2 separate regions of the Mus musculus genome follow, and region 1 is linked to region 2. A link is a contact called in public promoter capture Hi-C data. All regions are on one chromosome and are shown on one strand. Each heading gives the region's core, a stretch centred on a gene start, on an enhancer-like site or on the middle of the called end of the contact. The rest is flanking DNA. Distances are from core to core; before and after follow the strand shown.

Region 1 (6,074 bases), core at 1,861-4,360, 690 kb before region 2:
TGATGCCCTTCCTGGGGCAGCCTGTATGCAAAGACTTTGCATACACTTTGCAGGCAGGCACTCACTCGGGACCTCTGAAGAGCAGTGCTCACTCCACAGCGCCAGGGCTGGCTGACGGACTGTGGGACCAGCTTCATTCCTCCTCTGCTTGCGTCCTTCTTCCTCTCACAGGTCTTGACCCCTTTAAAAAAATATTTAGTGCTCTAAATTCTGTTTCTGCCTCTGCTCATAGAGAGCCCAACCTGACAAGCCCGATACAGTGGTTCCAGCTGCTGTCCCTCCCTTCCTTTTTTTGATTTCCCAAGTCACTGCCATCATAAAACAGTAATATCTTCTTCCTTCAAAAGGAGGGTCCCTTTGAACTATTGCTTTCTTATACTCAATGTAAAGCCAAATTCCTGGAGAGGGTCTGAATTCACCTTTTAGCCCCACTCCTAGCACCTTCACACCTACTACCTAACAGAGGCAGTTCTTTCCAGTCATGGAGAATACGGTTCTACTCAATGCTCAATTCTTCATTCACATCTCCCCCAGTTGGTCACACTCTTTGGAAGGCACTATTAGTGAAGAAGTCATTTGGCTTCTGGGACACAGCTCTGATTCTCCTCTACCACTGGCTACTGTTGATCTACAGCTTCTTAGCTGGCTTGCCTTCCTCTTTTGAACTCATAAGCCTGTAGTATTCAGAGGTTCAGTCTTGAGACTATCTCTCCTTGCTACTTAATTTCTATCGCTACCTTTGTTCATCCTATAAGTGACATCATTCAGTGCTGGGGCTCTGTATGCCAACCACATGTTGACAGTGGCTAAGTTTGTATTGTGAGCTCCTGCTTGCTTCTTCCTCTAAACTCTAGACATTCATGTCCATCTGCCTATGTTATGGCTTATATATGTTTGGCCCAGGGGGTGGTACTATTAGGTGTGGCCTTGTTGAATATGGGTGTCACTGGGTATGGGCTTGAAGACCCTCATCCTAGCTGCCTGGAAGCCAATCTTCCACTAGAAGCCTTCAGATGAAGATGTACTCTCATCTGAACTCTCAGCTCCTCCTGCACCATGCCTGCCTGGATGCTGCCATGCTCCCACCTTGATGATAATGGACTGAACCTATGAACCTGTGAGCCAGCCTCAATTATTGTCCTTGTAAGACTTGCCTTAGGTCATGGTGTCTGTTCTCAGCTGTAAAACCCTAAGACAGCTTATTTGTAATTTTCACTTTGGTGATCATAAATCTCAATCCTAACATCTCTAAAATCTTCCTTCTCCCAATATGTCGTCTCTTCACTCTCATCCTCTTATCCCTTATTTCCCATGTCCAGTAATGTAGATAATCCTTTTGGTTTTGTTTTTTTGTTTTGTTTTGGCTTTTCGAGACAGAGTTTTTCTGTGTAGTCCTGGCTGTCCTGGAACTCACTCTGTAGACCAGGCTGGCCTCAAATTCAGAAATCCACCTGCTTCTGCCTCCCACGTGCTGGGATTAAAGGTGTGCGCCACCACTGCCCAGCTTAGATAATCCTTTAGAGCATACCATGTCTCTCTCCGCTCTCATTCCTTTAATCACTGACCTTTTAAAAGGAAAGCCCCCCTGCTGGTACTCCAGATCCCCCTGTGACTGCTGCATCACTACCACACAATCTATGTATTTTTGCTTAATGTCTCAACTACAGTCTCGTCTTCAAGATGGCAGGCCTGTTATGATGGACAGAGGATTCGGTACTTATAAAGGAACGGATGAGAATGGTATCAAAACAGTGATGGCCTGGAGGTAAGAGAAATACTTGACCAGAGATAAGTGATGGGAAGGACCGAGTTCATTGATGACAATAGGAAGGAGCAGCCCTGGCAGTGGAAGAGTAAATCCTAGATAGTGTGAATGACAGCCATGTGCAGGAACATGAGGGAAGGCATGTGTGACTGACAGGCCAACTGTGTCAGGGAGCCATCAGACAGAGGGTCAGCAGCCAGTTAAGTAGCATCTTACACGTTGTGATATGGAAATTTGGAGGTTATTCCAAGTTATGATGGGACCATCTGAGGCTTATAAGCAGAAGATCAAACTAAATAAAATAGCTTTGGCTGAGGTGTGATTAGTGGGAAAAGGCAGAGAGAGTAGCCCTTGGAAAGGGCTCTGTTGCAACCCAAACTAAAAAACAAAGAAAGGTGAGCAGAATCAGTAGAATGGGAGATGGCTTAAGATCTGAAAGCAAAAATAGCAGGACTTTGCGTATGTTTACAAAAGGGGCACAGAAGAAAATAAAGTCTAACTTTTGTCCCTCAACTTGGAGACTATTATGGCAAATGAAACCAATCATATTTCCACCAGGTTGACTGGATAAAAAAAAGGGAGGGAGGGAGATTATTCTCAGGGTAGGGAAAAAATGAAGACAATCACATAGGAGAGCACGTAAGGAAATGTTGCTTTTAAACTGTGGACTCTAAAAGGTATCAGAGGGCTTGCCTAGAATTCTTGACAGGAGAGTGTGGCTGGACAAATACCGTATCTGCATTATAGGGGAGACCAAGGGGGCTAGAGAAAGGAAGAGGGTGAATCTGTCTAACATTCACCGGTTTGAAACCTATTTATGTCGCTGGTGGTGTGAGCACTTAACGTGGTGGGTCCCTGTCACGGTGCAGCGTACCGGCGACGGGAAGCCTCGCAAGTAGGTCTCATTTGGAAGCCTTCATCTCGAACGACCCCTCGGAAACAAACGTGGTGGCTCCGAATCAACCCCGTCCGCGGGGTGATCGCCGCGTGAAGTCGAGTCGAGAAAGACTTCGGCGGATCCCTCAACTTCGTCACCTCCAGACGCTCCCCGGCTCCGCGGCCCAGGACGGCCGGTCATTTTTCTCCCGGGATCGGGAGGCTGGAAGCTCGCAGGCCCCCTAGCGTCCAACCGTTCAGCGCGGAGGCCCCGGCTCGCGCCCGCCCGCCACCCCGTGCACCCACCCAGCCACCCGCCGGACGCCGCGACCCGGGTCCTCCCGCGGACCGCAGACCCCCCGAGACCCCGCCCGGGCAGCCCGCGAGAGACGCCGCCGCCCCGCCTCCCGCCCGCCCTCCCGCGCGCGCCAACTCCCAGCGCCGCGCGCTGATTGGCCGGCGCCTTCCCGCTCTGCTTCCCGAACCGCCATTTTGAAAATCTTGTTGATTCTGAGGAGCGGGGAGAGAGAGAGCGCGAGAGAGAGCGAGCGCGCGGCGCGAGGACCTCGGCCCCGCGCGACTTCTACACAGCGGCGGCCTTCTCGTGCGCACCCGCGGTGAGGACGGCGGCGGGGAGGCGCCGGGGCAGCGGGGAGGGGACGCGGCCAGAAGCACTGAGGCCCGCCGCGGGGGAGGGGACTCGCAAGGCTCGGCTCGCCTGGGCCACACTGGCCGGGCCCGAGCCGGCCCGGGGCGGCGCAGGCCGGGCGGGAGCGCGCGCGGGCGGCTGAGAGGGCGGTGCGGTTTCCCGCCTCGGGCATCCCCGGGGAGGCGGGCCGAGTGACAGACCCAGGGTAGGCGACTTGGAGGGGAGCTGACGCTGGGCGCTCGGCACGCTCCATGCCCGCGCGAGCGAGAGAACCGAAGCGTGCGGCTTCCTCCCCGCCCGCAGGCCCCCAGCATGTCGGCGGCGGCGGCCCCCGCTGCGGAGGGAGAGGACGCCCCCGTGCCGCCCTCATCCGAGAAGGAACCCGAGATGCCGGGTCCCAGGGAAGAGAGTGAGGAGGAGGAGGAGGATGACGAAGACGATGATGAAGAGGACGAGGAGGAAGAAAAAGGTGGGTGGGCAGGGATACGCATCCCTCACGGGTGGATTTTTTTTTTTCCCACATCAAAAGTTTCCCCTTCCCTCGCTCCTTTTGGGAAACAGTTATCTTGCATTTTAACGCTTAGAGGCGTCAAGTCGGAGTGGTGGATTTCACGCGAATGCTAACAATCAGTGGCAGAGAATCTGGATTTTTTTTTTTTTTTTTGAGTATTTGCCAAGGTTTCGGTGCAAGTGTAGCAAGAGCCTTTTCCCGATGCGCCTTCAGAACACTTCGTCGTTCGTTTAGGGAGTTTGTAAGTCTGAGATCCGCTTTTTGAAGTTACCCCGAGGTTCCGTAACGAAACAACACTGCAAGGCATTCTTGCAAATCCTGGAAATGTTTTCATTTCCATATTCTCGGCTGTGTGTAGCTGCTGATTCCCTCCCCCGCCCCTCCCCCATAAGGGTTCTTGTGGGAGTGCTTTTCTTTGCCGTGAAAGTTGTTGCTGTTGGAGAAAGTAGTTTAAAAATGAGAAAACTGAACTGAAAGTTAGAACGGGAGCCCGCAGCTCTCTCGGTTTTGGGGACTGATTCTGACCCAAGGAGGGTGGTAAGAAGCCTCATTTGAGTAGAGGCAGAGCGGGGCGAAGAAGCATTGTGTCAGTCAGAGTGCATGCATCAGTCTACCCGACAGGCTCAGCTATTGGAAAATCCAAGGCACAGCTTCACAATCTAGCTTAATGGTGCAGATGGCCACAGCTCAGCCAGACTTGGGAGCAGGCCTAAAGGTTAAAGTGCTCTTCCCAAACTGTCATTTCTTTTCTTTTCTTTCTTTTCTTTCTTCTTTTTTTTTTTTATAAATACCATCTAGGTTAAGAGGACAAGGCATACTTATTATTTGAAGTGGTATGTGCTCTAAGACCTTATGGGAGCGTGTCATTTAAGTACAACCTTGGCTTTAATTATAAATCTTAATAAGAATTGTTTAAATTGCTTTTAGATTATTTATAATTGGTGTGTTCTATAAAGTCAATGATGTGGTGTTTTAGAGCATGGTATGATGGCAGTGTGTGCTAAGGCATCCCTCCTCCCTGAGGTACCAGCCATAGATAAGTGTAGTGTAGAACAGTTTATTTGGGGCAGGGGAGGAGAGAGAGCAGCCAGGAACACGTGGAGAGAGAGGGGAAGGGGAGAAAGTGAAAGGGGGCAGAGAGTTAAGAGAGTACAAATAGACCCTTTTATAGCCAGCCAGGCCTACCTGGCTGTTGCTAGGTAACTGTTGGGCGGAGCCTAGAAAGAATGCTAACAATAATGACTGAAAGTTGACTGCACTATCAGTATAACTAAGACTTTAACACTTTTACAGGATTTGTGTGTGTGTGTGTGTGTTTTTGTTTGTTTTTCTTCCTAGTGGGGCAAAGTTGTGATACTAGAGTTCTAGAGGTGGTGAGTTTTCTTGGGCAGAAAGAAAGTGAGACATTCTGTATAAAAGGCCCAAACAGTAGTGTCTGGGGAGGCTGTCATTGAGTGCTTTAGAAGATCCTGGATTTCATTCTAGCTGAATAAGTTGGTTGTGTTTTTAAAAGTGCTATTTGTAGGTTTAGTCCTTCACAGTTTTAATCTGGTTCCTTCTTACTCAGTTTTCTCTTTAGGGACATTCCAGGTAACTGGAACGGCAAGTTTCTATTCTACTTGTCCCAGAATACTTACCTTCAGTATGATGACAGAGAGGTGTGGGGTCAGTGAAATTACTGGTCTGTGAAGTGAGGCGAGAATTGGAAGTGAGTTGGGGGAGATGAGAGGCCGAGCTGTGACTTCGCCTTTCCTCTATAGTGTTTGGATGCTGCTGCTGTTCTGTAGAAAACCAAGCCTGCATGCTTGGCAGTGATGCTGAGGTCTTTTGGATGTGTTGTTTGGGTTCCTGTAGGACATAGAGGAGCTGTCAAGGTTACAGTGGGGTGCAGTCATTTGAAAGCTCTGCTCCAGGTTGGGCTTCTGAGAACTAATTTGTAGATCTGATCCAGAGCAAGTGAATGACTTGGTACTAAGAGGCAGTCGGGTGACTATAGGAGCTGTTCCACTCAGTGCTGTCTTTCTCCATTTATTCTCCACAAATCTTTATATCCCCCAAACCTGACCTATCTTGGAAAGCCTACACTAATGTTTTGATTCTTTTTCCTCCCCAAATAATAATCCCCCTTCAACTCACAAAAATTTTGTTTTTAAGCTTTCTTTTTATTTTCTATATATGAGTGTTTTGCTTGCATGTATGTGTGTACACCACCATGGTCCGGTATCCTTGGAGGCCAGAAGGTGCCTGGAGTCAGAGAGGGTTGTAAGCTGCCA
Region 2 (6,060 bases), core at 136-2,635:
GTGTGTGTTAGCTCTAGCCCTCCCTGGGCCTAAACAACACACACACACACACACACACACACACACACACACACACACACTGTTTTTTTTTTTTTTTCTTTTTTAAACAAAGCACCAGCTCACTTAACAACCAGCCTCCAACCTGGGAATCCACAGTGAGGGGCTCTGCTTCCTCCCTCCCAACTCTCCACATCTCCCATCTCTCCTTCCCAGGCTCTCGGGGCCACCGAAAGAGCATGGCCTCAGGTCCTCTCTGTACCCCACGAGGCAGCCACGGCCCTTCGTTTCTCCAAGCCCCATCGCACTTAAAGTTTCAGCTTAGCTCCGAGTGAACGGGCGTCCCGCGAGGTCCCACTGTGCCCCTTATCCTAATCTCTGCCTCCCCAGGGCCTGGGGCCACTTGCTCCCTGCTGGCCTGATCGCTTTGGCCAGGACCTCTCTTAGTTGCTCCCCACCCACCCTGAGTCCTTCTTCCACGTAACTTACAAATCCGTAGCCCCGGGACTTGCCGGTCTGCCGGTCTGTGATGACCACCGCTTCCTCGATGTCTCCGAAGACCTCAAAGTACTTGCGCAGGCTGGCGTCGGTGGTGTGGTAGGGCAGCCCTCCCACGAAGATCTTGGTGTACGTCGTGTCCTTCTGGGTGGTGTGCATCTTCGCGCCCGCCCCGCGGCTCGGGCTCCGGCTGCGGCTGCGGCTGCGCCTGGTCCTCGGGCTCCGCGTCTCCCGCAGCGCGCGGCGGCCGCCGGGGGCCGAGGGCGCGCGCGGGGGCGAGGGGGCGGCGTGGGCGCTGGGCGCGCGGCTTCCCAAGTGGCCCACTGTCCCCGACACTCGCCCAGGCGCTCTGCTCCAGTCCCCGCGTCCGGTCACTGTCCAGACCTTCCGGATCGTCCGGGTAACCAGCTCCGTAGCCGCGGACTGTGGGAGCCTTTTGCACTCACGCCGCGTGAAAGTAAAAATAAAATAAAAATATTTTTTTTCTTAAATGCAGAGAGGGTGGTGGTCTCCAAGTCCAGAAGAGGTAGATGGTTCTTTCTCAAAAAATCGAGTGGCTTAGTGGGATGGGGGTTGGCTCAGAGGCTACCGTGTCCCGGGGGCGCGGAGGTGGCAGCTGGGGGCGCGGTGCTGGGCCCGGCTCGGTCTGGGAACCGTCCCTTCTGCTTAGTAGCTGCCACACCAGTGCGGACGGAGGACCGCTCTCCAACCCTCTATTCCTTTTTCCCCAGCGGCCCTGGGGGTCGACGCCCGGCTGGGGAGGGGGCGGGCCGGACGCCTGCGATTGGCCGGGACAGCACCTGGGGCGCCCGGCGCCGCCGCCCCCCAGCTGTTGGGAACAGCTGCTTCTCTCCCCGCGCGCGGGCGCTGGGTCGCCTGGCTGGGGCTCTGGCGCTGTTGCTGGGGCAGAGTTGGAAACGGCTGGAGGCGGCCTGGCTCTGTTGTTGCCTGCTCCTACTGGTCAAAGTCGCAAAGACCCCTGGCGATTCCCGCAGGGACCCAGAGTGAGCTGATTGACGCTCCGAAGCAGACCACGCTAGCTTCTTGCTAGGCCTCGCTGGCACGACCAGTTGACTTGAGAGTCCCCCGGGGCCTGGGGTGGTTTGTACAGAGGCCAGTCCCCTCCCAAACACCTGGGACCAAGGAGATCTGTCTCTAGCGTCTGAACCGTGAGAAGAACTCTCAAGTTTTCTTAGCCCCCAAAAGCTGGTGCTGTGGGTAACCAAGAGGAAGAGCCCCAGGGATGTTATGTGGTGGGGTGAATAATAATAATAGCCCCTAGCATTTGGGAATGCTTGAGAAAAACTTTGGCTTTAATGGCTCACAGCTAGCAAAGGGTGTCTGTATTCATCTGGCCCTGCTGACTACTGCAGAGGACCATGAATTAGTACTGTACCTCCCACGATCATCAAATTTGTGCTTCCTGCCTAACTTAGTTATTCAGGAAGATGGGTACAATGTCTGTCTCAACACAAGTCGCTCCCACCTCCGCCTTTTTTTTTCCCCACTAAGCAAAGAATCTATTTCCTTCTATTTGAATTGCAGAACGGTTAGTGAATTGACCTCATTTATTTATCCGGATATAATTGTAAAAAGTATGATTTCTTTTAAAAGGGTGGGGGCTGTTACATAACGATGGATTTCTACCAGCAATTCTGGAAGCATAGATAGAATACACTAAACGTAGTATATGTTTATTAATTTAAGCCAGCTCGTTGGCAGTTCTTATGCTCAATAGGGCTTTAAATTAATGACGCTTTGAAATCAGCCCATCATATTTAAGGTTTAGATTAAAATACCCCTCCCCCTTATTTTGAGACAGGGTATTGTGTATCCCAGGCTGTCCTTGAACTTCCGGTGTATCATAAAGATTACTTTGAATTTGAACTTCTGATTCTTCTGTCTCAGAGTCCTGAATGCTGGGACTGCGGGCATGTGCCCCTTCTCTGGGTTTATGGGAAGCTTTGGGAAGGAGCACAGGGCTTCCTTCCTGCCAGGCAAGCACTCTGCCGACTGAGCTACATCCCCAGGCCCCCGATGAAAGTATTTAATGTAAGCAGAACATTTCACTCTCTGCCCTCACTGCACAAGCGGGTTTTGCTCCGAGAGGCCAGTGTAGTCCCAACACTAGTTGCCCCTGAGCTACATCTTTTATTTCCTTTTAAACAGGTCAGTGTATTAACCGATAGAGCCCCACAGACATACCCCAGTTACTTTCCAGGGCACCTTAGCTGTCAACCCCAGCCAATGAAGAATGTGGTGTGTGCAAAGGTGAATGAGAATTACTAGCAAATATTCTGGTAGGAAATCTTCAATTCATCTTGCTGATTTCCACAGGAGGCTGCCCGAGGTTATCGGGGTCAGTTTGAATCCTCAGTGAGAGAAAAGGAAAACTAAGAAATCTCGCTGTGGTTAATCCTGGGGAGAAAAATTAAGCAGTTTATATAATGTAAGTATTTTATACGAAGTGTTGACTCTTTAATACAGTTCCTCGTGTTGTGGTGATCCTCCAACCACTAAACTATTTTTGTTGCGACTTCTTAACTGTAATTTTACCACTGTTATGAATAGTAACAAACTATCTGTGTTTTCCAATGGTCTTGGAAGGTCACGACCCACAGGTTGAGAACCACTGTTGTAGACGCCGGCCCCAGTGTGAAAATATAAATCTTTGTCGCTGTTTAAGTGAAGTACTAGTTCAGAAGGGACTCTGTGCTCGAAGGACAAAAGATAATTTTTAAAAGTAAGAAAGCAGACCCTGACACAGAAGACGTATGCTTTCGAGTATTTAATATTCATCTTACGGTGTCATTTCACAATTATAGTACTTCACTGAAGCGCAGGCGGGCAAAAGCCTCTGAGAGGGGAGGCTTTTTGTCTACTAAGAAGTCCCAGACACTGTGTGCCATTGGATGACTTGTCTTCCTACATGGGTAAGAAGCCAACCCAGCCTGCAGGCAAAGAGAGTATCTGGGAGTGCAGCCAGGCATTTGGATGGTGGTCTCTAGGCAAAGTGGAGAGAGCTAAGAGGAAGGTTTTACCCCCACAACGGGATAGACTATCCTAGAGCTCAGCCTTCGGGAAGAAATACACTCTTTACTTCGAGGACTGAGGAAGCAGCTTAGTGGGAAAAATGCTTGGTGTGCAAGTGCTAGGACCTGAGTTCAAATCCCTGTATCGCCACGAATGCTAACTGTGCTGGCACATCTTGGCCAGCTTCTGGTCTCTGTACACACACACACACACACACACACACACACACACACACACACATACACACGTGGGGGGACAGTGAAGGGGGGGAGAAGACTTGTATGTCATCATTCTAGAGAAAATAACACAGATAAATGTACTCCCTTAAGTCCCCTGAGATCCCACTGGAGTGACTTTAGAAAATATTTGACACTTTCGTCTGAAATTATTTCATTTTGAACAAGATGATATACCTGGTCATTGGGACATTTTTGAAAATCCCACAAATAATCAAGGCATTCCTGGTTAACTGGCATGAGCTGCTGAGATGAGGGCAGAGATTGGTGATTATTTATTTTCTAAATCCACATCAGGAGAGGACATCGCTCAGCGTGCTCCTTGCGTGCTGTGGATTTGATTTCACGTCTACACAAAGGGAAACACAGGACCAAAGGCCAGATCCACTCTCGGTGGCTTTATGAACCTGTGCCATTAAACCATGTATCCCTCCGGGGCTGTGAGATGGATCTGAATCCAGACTTCAAGATTATTAAGTACCAAATATTTCTGTACAAAGGCCCATCACAGATTCAGGCTTGCAATAACAGTACGTGAAGAATCTTTTCTCTTTCCGGCTGCTTTTGGCAGAAGAGATGTGGATACCTGCATGCCTTGTGTGCTTCTTTGAAGAGAAAAAGTAAAAAATACTGTACAAGTTAGAAATAAGTTCCAAGCTTGCCATATCCAAGTTAGCGCACATGGATGGCCCGAGTCCTTGGTTACCACTCCTTGGCAGAATTGATACCATTTTATTACAGTAAGCTACTTACAGTAAATCACCTTCCATGTTCAAAATCTTTATCTGTTAAAGGCCAGAACCAAACCACAATGGTTGAACACCCATTTTATCTATTTTTTTTCTCTTTCCTCACCTCTTCTTCCTTTTTAATTCATCATGAATGGCAACTCCAGGCTTACACAAGTTTAGGAGAATTTTGAAGAGGGAAAAAAAAAGTGTAACATTTCATGAAGGTTGAGAAACATCATTTCTTCCTGGATTTAGAAAATCTACCCCAGTGTCGGGACACTCTCTTGCTCTTGCTTCAGGTCCTCAAAACCATGTGCTGAACCTTACAGTACTAAAGAGATAATCTCCTGACAATGGGGGTCTGGAGTGATTAGCTCAATCTGTAGAGGGTTTACCTCGCAAGCAGGAGGACCTATGTCTCACCTGTAGAGTCGTGTGCAGAAGCTAGGTGTATAGAGCTAAGTTTTGATCCATCCCAGCATTTGGGAGGTGGTGACTACTAGGGGGCTAGCCTAGTCTAGTTTGTGAGTTTCAAGCCAGAGAGAGACCCTGAAAAGGAAACAAAACCAAGGTGAGTTAAAGGCTAGGAGGTCAACCTCCATGTGCACATGTTCATCCATACCCTGGAAAACACACACACACACTAAATATTTACTGAAAATCCTCTCTTTAAGATATATAACCCCTGTCCCATGCTTGATATGAACTAATATATTCTGGAGAGAACTCACTGCTTGTGGAATGTTTAAGCCAGTTACTTAGCATTTTTTGAGGTAAGCCTCTTTGGGTAATTTGGAAATAGCCTGTCCTGCTTTGAGTCCCTCTAAGTGAGGCTGCCTCACAGGTTTTCTCGCCTATAGAACAGCTCTAAGCAGTTGCACCTGTTTCTCTGAGCCGGCTGGTAATCCGTAGTCACAGAGAACACACATGCAAAGTAGGCCAGGCTGGTATTTTTGTGCACAGAACTGGCAGTTGGATAGCGAGGTCAGGCAGCTCAGCTCTGTCTTGGAGAAATCTATTCCTGTTGCATTCTGCCTTAGCTAGGTTGGTAAGATGGCTTGAAATGAACAGGTGTAACTATCGAAGCCACAGCACCGATTTTATGTCAAGCGTTTTTCACATCGGAAGGCAGGGTGGAGTTATTTAAGTGATCAGACAGAGTTAAAATGAAAGTGAGGGGGTACAAGAAAGTTCATTGTTAACTTCACCTTGCAAACAGTCTCCCTCTGCTGCAGCCGTGAGCACGCTTGAATTTCTGTTTAAATTTGGAAGGCTGGGAAGAGACTCCGAGCATATTAACCCACCGTGTGTGGCTTCCCTTTTCAACTCAGGGCGCACTTGAGTTTCAAGCGGGTACACAGTGAGCCTCCAGGCTGCCAAGCTATTTTTAGGGCACTGATGGAACTCTCCAAATGTATTGGATGACCGCTCTTGATGACAGTATTATCCCGGTGATGTGGCTGTGGTCTAGGCAAAGGGCAAAGTGGTGGAAATAGCCTTGAATCCTGGGACAGGAGGCACGGGGCCTGATTCAGACAGTTATTAACCAGCTCCCAGAATGGGTT

The links. Promoter capture Hi-C pulls out the DNA fragments that hold promoters and counts their contacts.
Region 1: a contact with region 2 is called in a promoter capture Hi-C map of pre-B cells, with 4 times the contacts expected there. The contact joins the promoter of Dek here to the promoter of Rbm24 in region 2. A contact is called at or near these places in 2 of 39 promoter capture datasets (the HPC-7 cell line and pre-B cells).

What each region holds. Positions count from the first base shown.
Region 1 is chr13:47,103,257-47,109,330 of GRCm38.p6, reverse strand. Dek (DEK proto-oncogene (DNA binding)) reads left to right here and starts at 3,110. Exons shown (of 11, transcript NM_025900.2): 1 at 3,110-3,258; 2 at 3,594-3,759. The coding sequence starts at 3,603.
Region 2 is chr13:46,413,625-46,419,684 of GRCm38.p6, reverse strand. Rbm24 (RNA binding motif protein 24) reads right to left here and starts at 1,385. Exons shown (of 4, transcript NM_001081425.1): 1 at 487-1,385. The coding sequence starts at 654.